Regions from separate parts of the Sus scrofa genome. Here region 2 is linked to region 1. A link is a contact called in public HiChIP or PLAC-seq data. All regions are on one chromosome and are shown on one strand. Each heading gives the region's core, a stretch centred on a gene start, on an enhancer-like site or on the middle of the called end of the contact. The rest is flanking DNA. Distances are from core to core; before and after follow the strand shown. Region 1 holds the start of HPS4 (HPS4, biogenesis of lysosomal organelles complex 3 subunit 2). Region 2 holds the start of TFIP11 (tuftelin interacting protein 11).

Region 1 (3,374 bases), core at 654-3,153:
CATGTGGTTTGGTAAAGTGTCTTTTAAGGCTCTGATAACAAAGTAAGTTAGGAATGTCTTAGTGCCCTCATGACTGCTGGGCACGATCTCTGGAAATAGTCCGTTTACCAGGAATTCATTTAACACATATTTGCCAAGGGCCTGTGGTGTGTGCTACATTTGCCAGGCCAGCCTTGGGTCGTGGCGAGCAAAGGAGACGGGAAACGTAGTCTTCACTCAGGATGGTGAGTCTATGACAGGAAAAGTGGGGGTGTCTGAGAGTTTCCAAAGAGGCACCACACCCCTCTCTGCCTGTCAAAACCTCACTGGTCCTTTAATGCGATCCCTCATCCAACTTCTGATCCCCTTCCAGCACCCCCACCCCAGAAGCTCTCTTCTCAATTTCCATAACCCTCTACTCTTCCCTGAAGACTCAGGGTCTACTCAGGGGTATAATTACCTCTTTCAGACCACAAAGCAAACTCCCCAGGCAGGACCTGGGATTTAACTCTCAATCTATGAAAGCACACGTCAGGCCAGAGCATATGACTGCTCTGTCTCACCTGCTCTTCTCCCCTGGACCATGCCCTCCCCCTACCACCCTCCTTGGCTCCCACCTTATCTTCCTGATGACAGGCACTAACTGTTTCTAGCAGAGCCCACTTAAGAATCTTGAGTCCTAAGCCCAGTGTGCAACTGGCCTCAGGGTAACTGCAGATCAAAGAGCCTCAAAAATGTTTCAAGCCCAACTCAGAAACCACTGCTGGGTGGTGCACATTTTGTAACGTATAGAAATATCAAATCACTGATTTGGGCATCAGGAACTAACATAGCTTTATAGGTCAATTGTACCTCAAACAAACAAACTTAGAAAAAGAGATCCGATTATTTGAACTTATCAGAGGCAGGGGGTAGGGGAAGGCAGAATCGGACGAAGGCAATCAGAAGGTACAGTCTTTTAGTTAGAAAGGGTGAAAGCGCCCCCACTCTTCACGGCTCACAAAACAACTTGCGTGTCATTTCAAACTGCACACATATAATCCGTCACTACATCCTGCCCATTCTATTGAAACCAAGCCTCTCTCTTTCATCTCCCTGATTAATGTTTGCTGAACCAAATTATGACAGGATTAGCCCACTTGGGTTTGAGAAGGGAACTGAGTTTCGGGCAGACGTTGTGTAATACCCTTCAAGAGCCAGTCTGGCCAAACCCCTTCTCCTGGGGTAATTCTGCACTGCAACCGTTTCTTGTCTCTCAAAAGTGAAGAGTCCTGTGCCCACAGTATTATCAAAGCCCGCTGTAGGATCCAGCCACAGCTGTCTTTTCTACAATCTACCAGCCATGCTGGACTCATCCAAACCCTGCAAGAGGCTCATGTGGTTACAACACATCAGCTTTGAAGAGAAATGGCCCCACACTTGATTTCGCTGCTCTGAGGAAAAAGAATCTTCCCCTCCCCTGCACTTAATAAGATCAAGGGGCTACTTAAAAAAAAAAAAAAAAAAAAAAAAAAAAGTCAGGGAAATCTGCCTGAGAATTTTCAGTTACACCCAAATATCCATTCAGCAGTCTTTCAGGAACTAGAGCACCGAGGGCCTTGCTACTCACCAGGAGGCTGACTTTGTCTCTGGTAAAGTGGAGGTGGCCATTTATTCTCCGGTGGCCTTCATTCTCTTTATCTGGGTTTTCTTGTCCAGTCTAGCTTCTTTCTCCCCAGTAGTGACAGTTCCTGTGTCCCCAATCCAGCAAATCCAGACGTGGGAAGCTTTAAGTATTTCCAGTCACAACGGTCACCTGTTTAGTTTTCACTCAGCATGAAAATACTGCTTCCCTTCCTTGTAGGCCCTTCAGTCCCATTAATACCTCCACGCCTCTCAGAACTCTGGGAAGGAATATAATAAAGCAAGAGAATTCTACCAGAAAAGTCAAATCCACCAATCGGATTCAAATCCATCAGCTCTCTGCCCTCTGCAGAACAACCCCTTCAGAGAGTTTCTCGCCCAGGAAGGCTGACAGAGGAGATGCATGCTGAGGGCAGTGCTCTAAAGCAACCTCTAGCTTGTCTGGTTCAAAGCCATTCTGAAGGTTGTTTTTAAAAAGTGTTGAAGCTTCCCGTTTAAACATCCGTGTCTTGGCCCTAAAATAAACACAAGGAATAGATTATTTCAGAATCCCATGAGTGAGCATGTGACCCAGCAGGGTGAAGCAAATGCTTTTCTTCAAAAGAGCTTTCCAGAAAGTTGAAAAGTATGTTTCAAAATACAAAAGAGAGGGGAGCAGGCCTTCCGAGTAAGTCCTGTAGCTACTTGAGCAGTATGTCACACAAAAGATAAGTAACTGGTGTGAAAAAGCTCTGGGTATAAAGGACAGTTATACAAATAAGGTGGTTGCTGTAGTAATAATGGGACTCAAATTAAGGAACTGTCATCTTGACAGCCCCCAAAATAATCTGAACATGTAGAATCCCAGAGCTGAGCAAGTTTCTAAAAGACAATAAAGAGAAAATTTACCAAGTGGCTTTCAGACTCCCACAAGAGGCAAGAGAACTCAAAGCATCATGAAATTTCAGACTCATAAGGCACACTGCCATCTCTTACTCTAATCTTTCTCTCTTGGACTCCTCTTCAAAAACTACCTTGCCAGTCTCTGGCTTACTCCCTCCAGAGACAGGCAGTTCACAGTATTAAATCTATCCTCCCACCAAGCTGAAATTGCACACACATCCCCCCACTAACCTCCACACACTGGTCTGGAAAACACTTTCCAGGAAAACAAGGTCTAATCTTTCCACAAGACAACCCTCTGGTCACTTCAAAACTGTGTCCCTTCTATCACTTTCTCCAAGCTTAATCTCCCCAGCGTCAAGGTTTCAAATGCTTTTTCACCATCTGTCATCTTCCTAGGAACACAATAGGAGTTTTTTGGTAGGTTAAGGATCCGGCATTGCCATGAGCTGTGGAGTAGGTCACAGACGTGGCTGGGATCTGTTTCTGTGGCTGAGGTGTAGGCTGGCAACTGTAGGTCTGATTGGACCCCCAGCCTGGGAACCTCCATGTGCCGCGAGTGCGGCCCTAAAAAAAAAAGGCAAAAAAAACCTCCTTTGGTAGAGAGAAGACCCTAGGGAGGACATCACTGTATTTTGATGGCTGTAAGCTCTCTATGCCTTGGGGTGGGCCTCCACAGGGACACAATCATGGTACCTTGAAGCATATTCCGATGCCTGTGGAGGCGGCATCTAAGCCCGCTGATCCAAGGACTGCAGCCTGAAACCTCCATCCCTTGTTGTCAGAGTACTGGGTCCTACACTGCCAAGTTCCTCTCGCTTATTTTTGAAAGGTCCAGAAGTTGGTAATGGTCCTGGGATAGGGCAGGTATTGGGATGTGGCCAGAGAAG
Region 2 (3,335 bases), core at 605-3,104, 41 kb after region 1:
CTTTCAGTCCCAGTCCTCATCCCCTGCCACCAGCCCAGCCCTGGTCTCTACTACTGCCTGGCCCGGGCCTCCTCACAGAGGCCCCTCTTCCACTGTGGCTCAACCCCGAGCCTGCACCTGAGCAAAAGGATCTTCAAACACGCCCCCTCCCCGCATGTCACACCCTCTCCACACAGACCCAAGGCCTCTTTCTCAGATGACACCCCTTCCCTCTCCAGCTCACAACGTCTCATGTCCTCTTGGATTCCCTGCTGCCTCCCAGCAAAGGCCTTTGTTTACCGGTGCTGCCCTGATTCTCCATCTTCCCTAACCTCCCGAATAGGTCAAACACCCTAAAATAGGTCCCCCCTCAGGTCCTCAATCAGTTACAGACTTCCACTTCTGCTGTTGATCAATGCCCGTCTCCAACAGCCAGAGTTGCAGCTCCTGGAAAGCAAGGACTGGGCCTAAAGCACAAGGCCTAATACACATAATTGCTCAATTAACACCAACTGATGACCCAGTCAGTGAGAGGCCAGCACCCAAGCCTAAAGAGGAACTGGCTCCCTGGCTGATGATGCAGCTAAGGGACTTAGTGGGGCTAGGAGAGACAGATGCTTAGTGGGGTAGTTCCCCAACTCCTGGGGAAGCAGCCCATGCCAGCCATACCGTTTGCCTCCAAAGCTGGGCCTCTCTTCATCTGAGTCACGCTCTGCCCACACTCCGTAGGTGGCCTCTTCCTTGGTCTGCCAGTGGCGCTGCCGGTTAGGGTTGAATTCATTCTGGAGATCCCAGTCGGTGATCTCAAAGTTCTCCCGCTCATCCTCGTCATCATCCATGTGGCCTTCTCCGTCCCGGTACAAGTGGGATAGAGACATGACCTGTCACTAAAGGAAGGGATGAAAAAGTATAGTCTGTGACAAGTCCTGCAAGCATCAGCAGAAGGCTTCCCTGTGAGTCCCTACTCCCTGCTGCCTTCAGAACTTCCTCCAAACTCCAAGTTCACCAAAATTGTTGTTACAATTCAATAAAGCAGACACTAAATCCTTTCAAAAAACAATATGTACTAAGACAGGTGGAACAAAATAGTCCCAACAGTCATGTGGTTTTTTTTAAGTATTTCATTTTATTTTTTTAATTTTTTTACATTTTTTTGCCATTTCTTGGGCCACTTCCGCAGCGTATGGAAGTTCCCAGGCTAGAGGTCAAATTGGAGCTGTAGCCACTGGCCTACTCCACAGTCACAGTAACTTAGGATCCGAGCTGCGTCTGCACCATATACACAACAGCTCACAGCAACGCCGGATCCTTAACCCACTGAGCAAGGCCAGGGATCGAACCCACAACCTCATGTTTCCTAGTCAGATTAGATAACCACTGAGCCAAGACAGGAACTCCCAGTCCATGTGATTCTTAAGCATGTTATTTCCTTGTCCTAGTCAATGTTGTAAAACATCAATTGTATACACTCACATACACACAAACCACATAAAAGAACTAAGTATGCTATCCTACGTACTGTTGCCTCAGAAATTGGATAGACATTTTACCGGATCCCAGATTTTTATTATTTTTCCTATGTTGGGTAAAGAGTTTTATCTAAACCTTTGACAGTCACAGCAAAGTGATCTTTTTATGAAATGGTTTCTGAATACATTACTTGATGAGACTCTTAGACTTAATTTTCCTCCCCAAACAGGAACTTCTCCTGAGGAGCTAGAAGGCAGTAATTACAAACACTACCTTAACAGTCGGACTAGCTGTGAATTAGAAAACACGTGGTAGCTGGGTGATGAGATTCAGCTGTCTCTTGAACAGTTAAACTACAGTACCAACCTTAGAGAATGCTTATGATGCAGATTCAATGAGATGGGGCCTAAAAAAACAGCTCACATTAAGGGCTCCAGAAACAGCTGTTACTGTAATCCCATGATTAGGTTCATTGCCCTTCCTGTTACTGAATTAGGGAATGAACCTCACAAAGTGATTGTGAAACCAGGTGCTAAAATCACAGCCTGAGTTCAAACCCCCTCTCTACCAGGTACTCAGTGTATGAGTATTAGATGAAGTGCCAAGCACGAGTCCCCACACAGTCATACATTCAATAGGACAGCAGTGATTCCTGTCTAGCAGCCACGGAAAGCAGCCTTCAAGGAAAGGAGCTCGCTACTTCCACAGGCAGTGTCAAACTGGTCAGCTCTGTTACAAAGTTTCCCCTGCTCATTCTACTCAAAGGTGCACTGGTTGGGTGCTGCCGGTCCTAACCTCACCCAGGCGCTCAAAAAAGGTAAATATTCTCAGAGGAGGCGGGAGTCCCTCACACAACACTGCTTCCCTGGGCCCAGAGCATGGTAATAACCAGAGTTGTCATCAGTAAGAGAGACCTCGATAGGTGCTAGGTACTTGCTGGACGCTTCAGGTCAATAATCTAATGTAAACATCAAGACATCTGGAGAGAGAGATAACTACTAGCGCCTCCAAGCTTAAGTAAAACGAAGCAGAGAATTTAAACAACTTGCTCTAGGTTCTCGGCTGGCAAGGCTCGAAACCAGGTGGGCCTGAAATCAGGTGGGCCTGAAGCCAGGGCTCCAGGGTCCAGCTGCCGTGCAACCCAGGCCTCACGGTGGAGGCTCCGTACCTAACTTTGCCCAAGCCCCCAACTGCCCGGTAACCCGGAGCGGCCCCTCTTCTCCCCGCCTCCGCAGAGCTGTCTGCGAAAGTGAAGCGCAACGGGCAAGGCCAAGGCCCACTTCCCGGAGCCACCACTCCCACCAGCGCGAACTCCCTCCGGTGCTCCCCTGCCCGCTTCCAAGCCCCGCTCACCTCTCCAGTGCCCGGCGTTACGAATACAGCCTCCAGCTCCGCAAAAGAAGCGCGCCGCTTCGGGGCGGAACCCGGATGTGCCGCGACCGGCGCACCGGAAATGTCGTTACTCGAAGGCGGAAATGTTGTGTGGGTTGCCATGGCAGCAAGGGAACGCTACGGGCGCCTTTGGCTCTAAAGCGGCTGAGCTGTTAGATAGGATTTTCGGGGCCCGGAATGGCTGAGGACTAATTCGTCTGCCCCACCCCCACCCCCACCCCCCCGCTTCGTGGCGACTTCCAGCCTGTGACGACTGGTGTGGACGTCGTCGAGTCACCCTGGCCTAGAGAGACTCCTTTGCCAGCCTGACGTTCTAAATCTGCCAAATGGGGATATAGGACAAGCTCAAGGAACAGTTGTGTGAGAGACAGTGGGGGGGCAGGACACGGCATTTAAATAGGAATAATGAATGTCTAGACTGCCTCTTGGATATTTAGGTGTTAAGTACAAGCACCGTCTTAGGCACTTTTATAAGTAGTTGTTTTATACAAATG

Evidence for each region. HiChIP or PLAC-seq counts read pairs in DNA pulled down with a chosen protein or histone mark.
Region 2: an H3K27ac HiChIP or PLAC-seq map of alveolar macrophages shows a contact between it and region 1. The contact joins the promoter of TFIP11 here to the promoter of HPS4 in region 1. A contact is called at or near these places in 1 of 5 promoter capture datasets (liver), 2 of 47 Hi-C or Micro-C datasets (heart right ventricle and liver) and 2 of 2 datasets of contacts at active chromatin or transcription factors (alveolar macrophages and skeletal muscle).

What each region holds. Positions count from the first base shown.
Region 1 is chr14:44,069,774-44,073,147 of Sscrofa11.1, forward strand. HPS4 (HPS4, biogenesis of lysosomal organelles complex 3 subunit 2) reads right to left here and starts at 1,904. Exons shown (of 13, transcript NM_001098589.1): 1 at 1,589-1,904. The coding sequence starts at 1,629.
Region 2 is chr14:44,110,854-44,114,188 of Sscrofa11.1, forward strand. TFIP11 (tuftelin interacting protein 11) reads right to left here and starts at 1,855. Exons shown (of 13, transcript NM_001077214.1): 1 at 1,816-1,855; 2 at 649-866. The coding sequence starts at 857. It overlaps LOC102159997 (a long non-coding RNA gene), which reads left to right and starts at 3,023. Exons shown (of 2, transcript XR_307476.3): 1 at 3,023-3,201.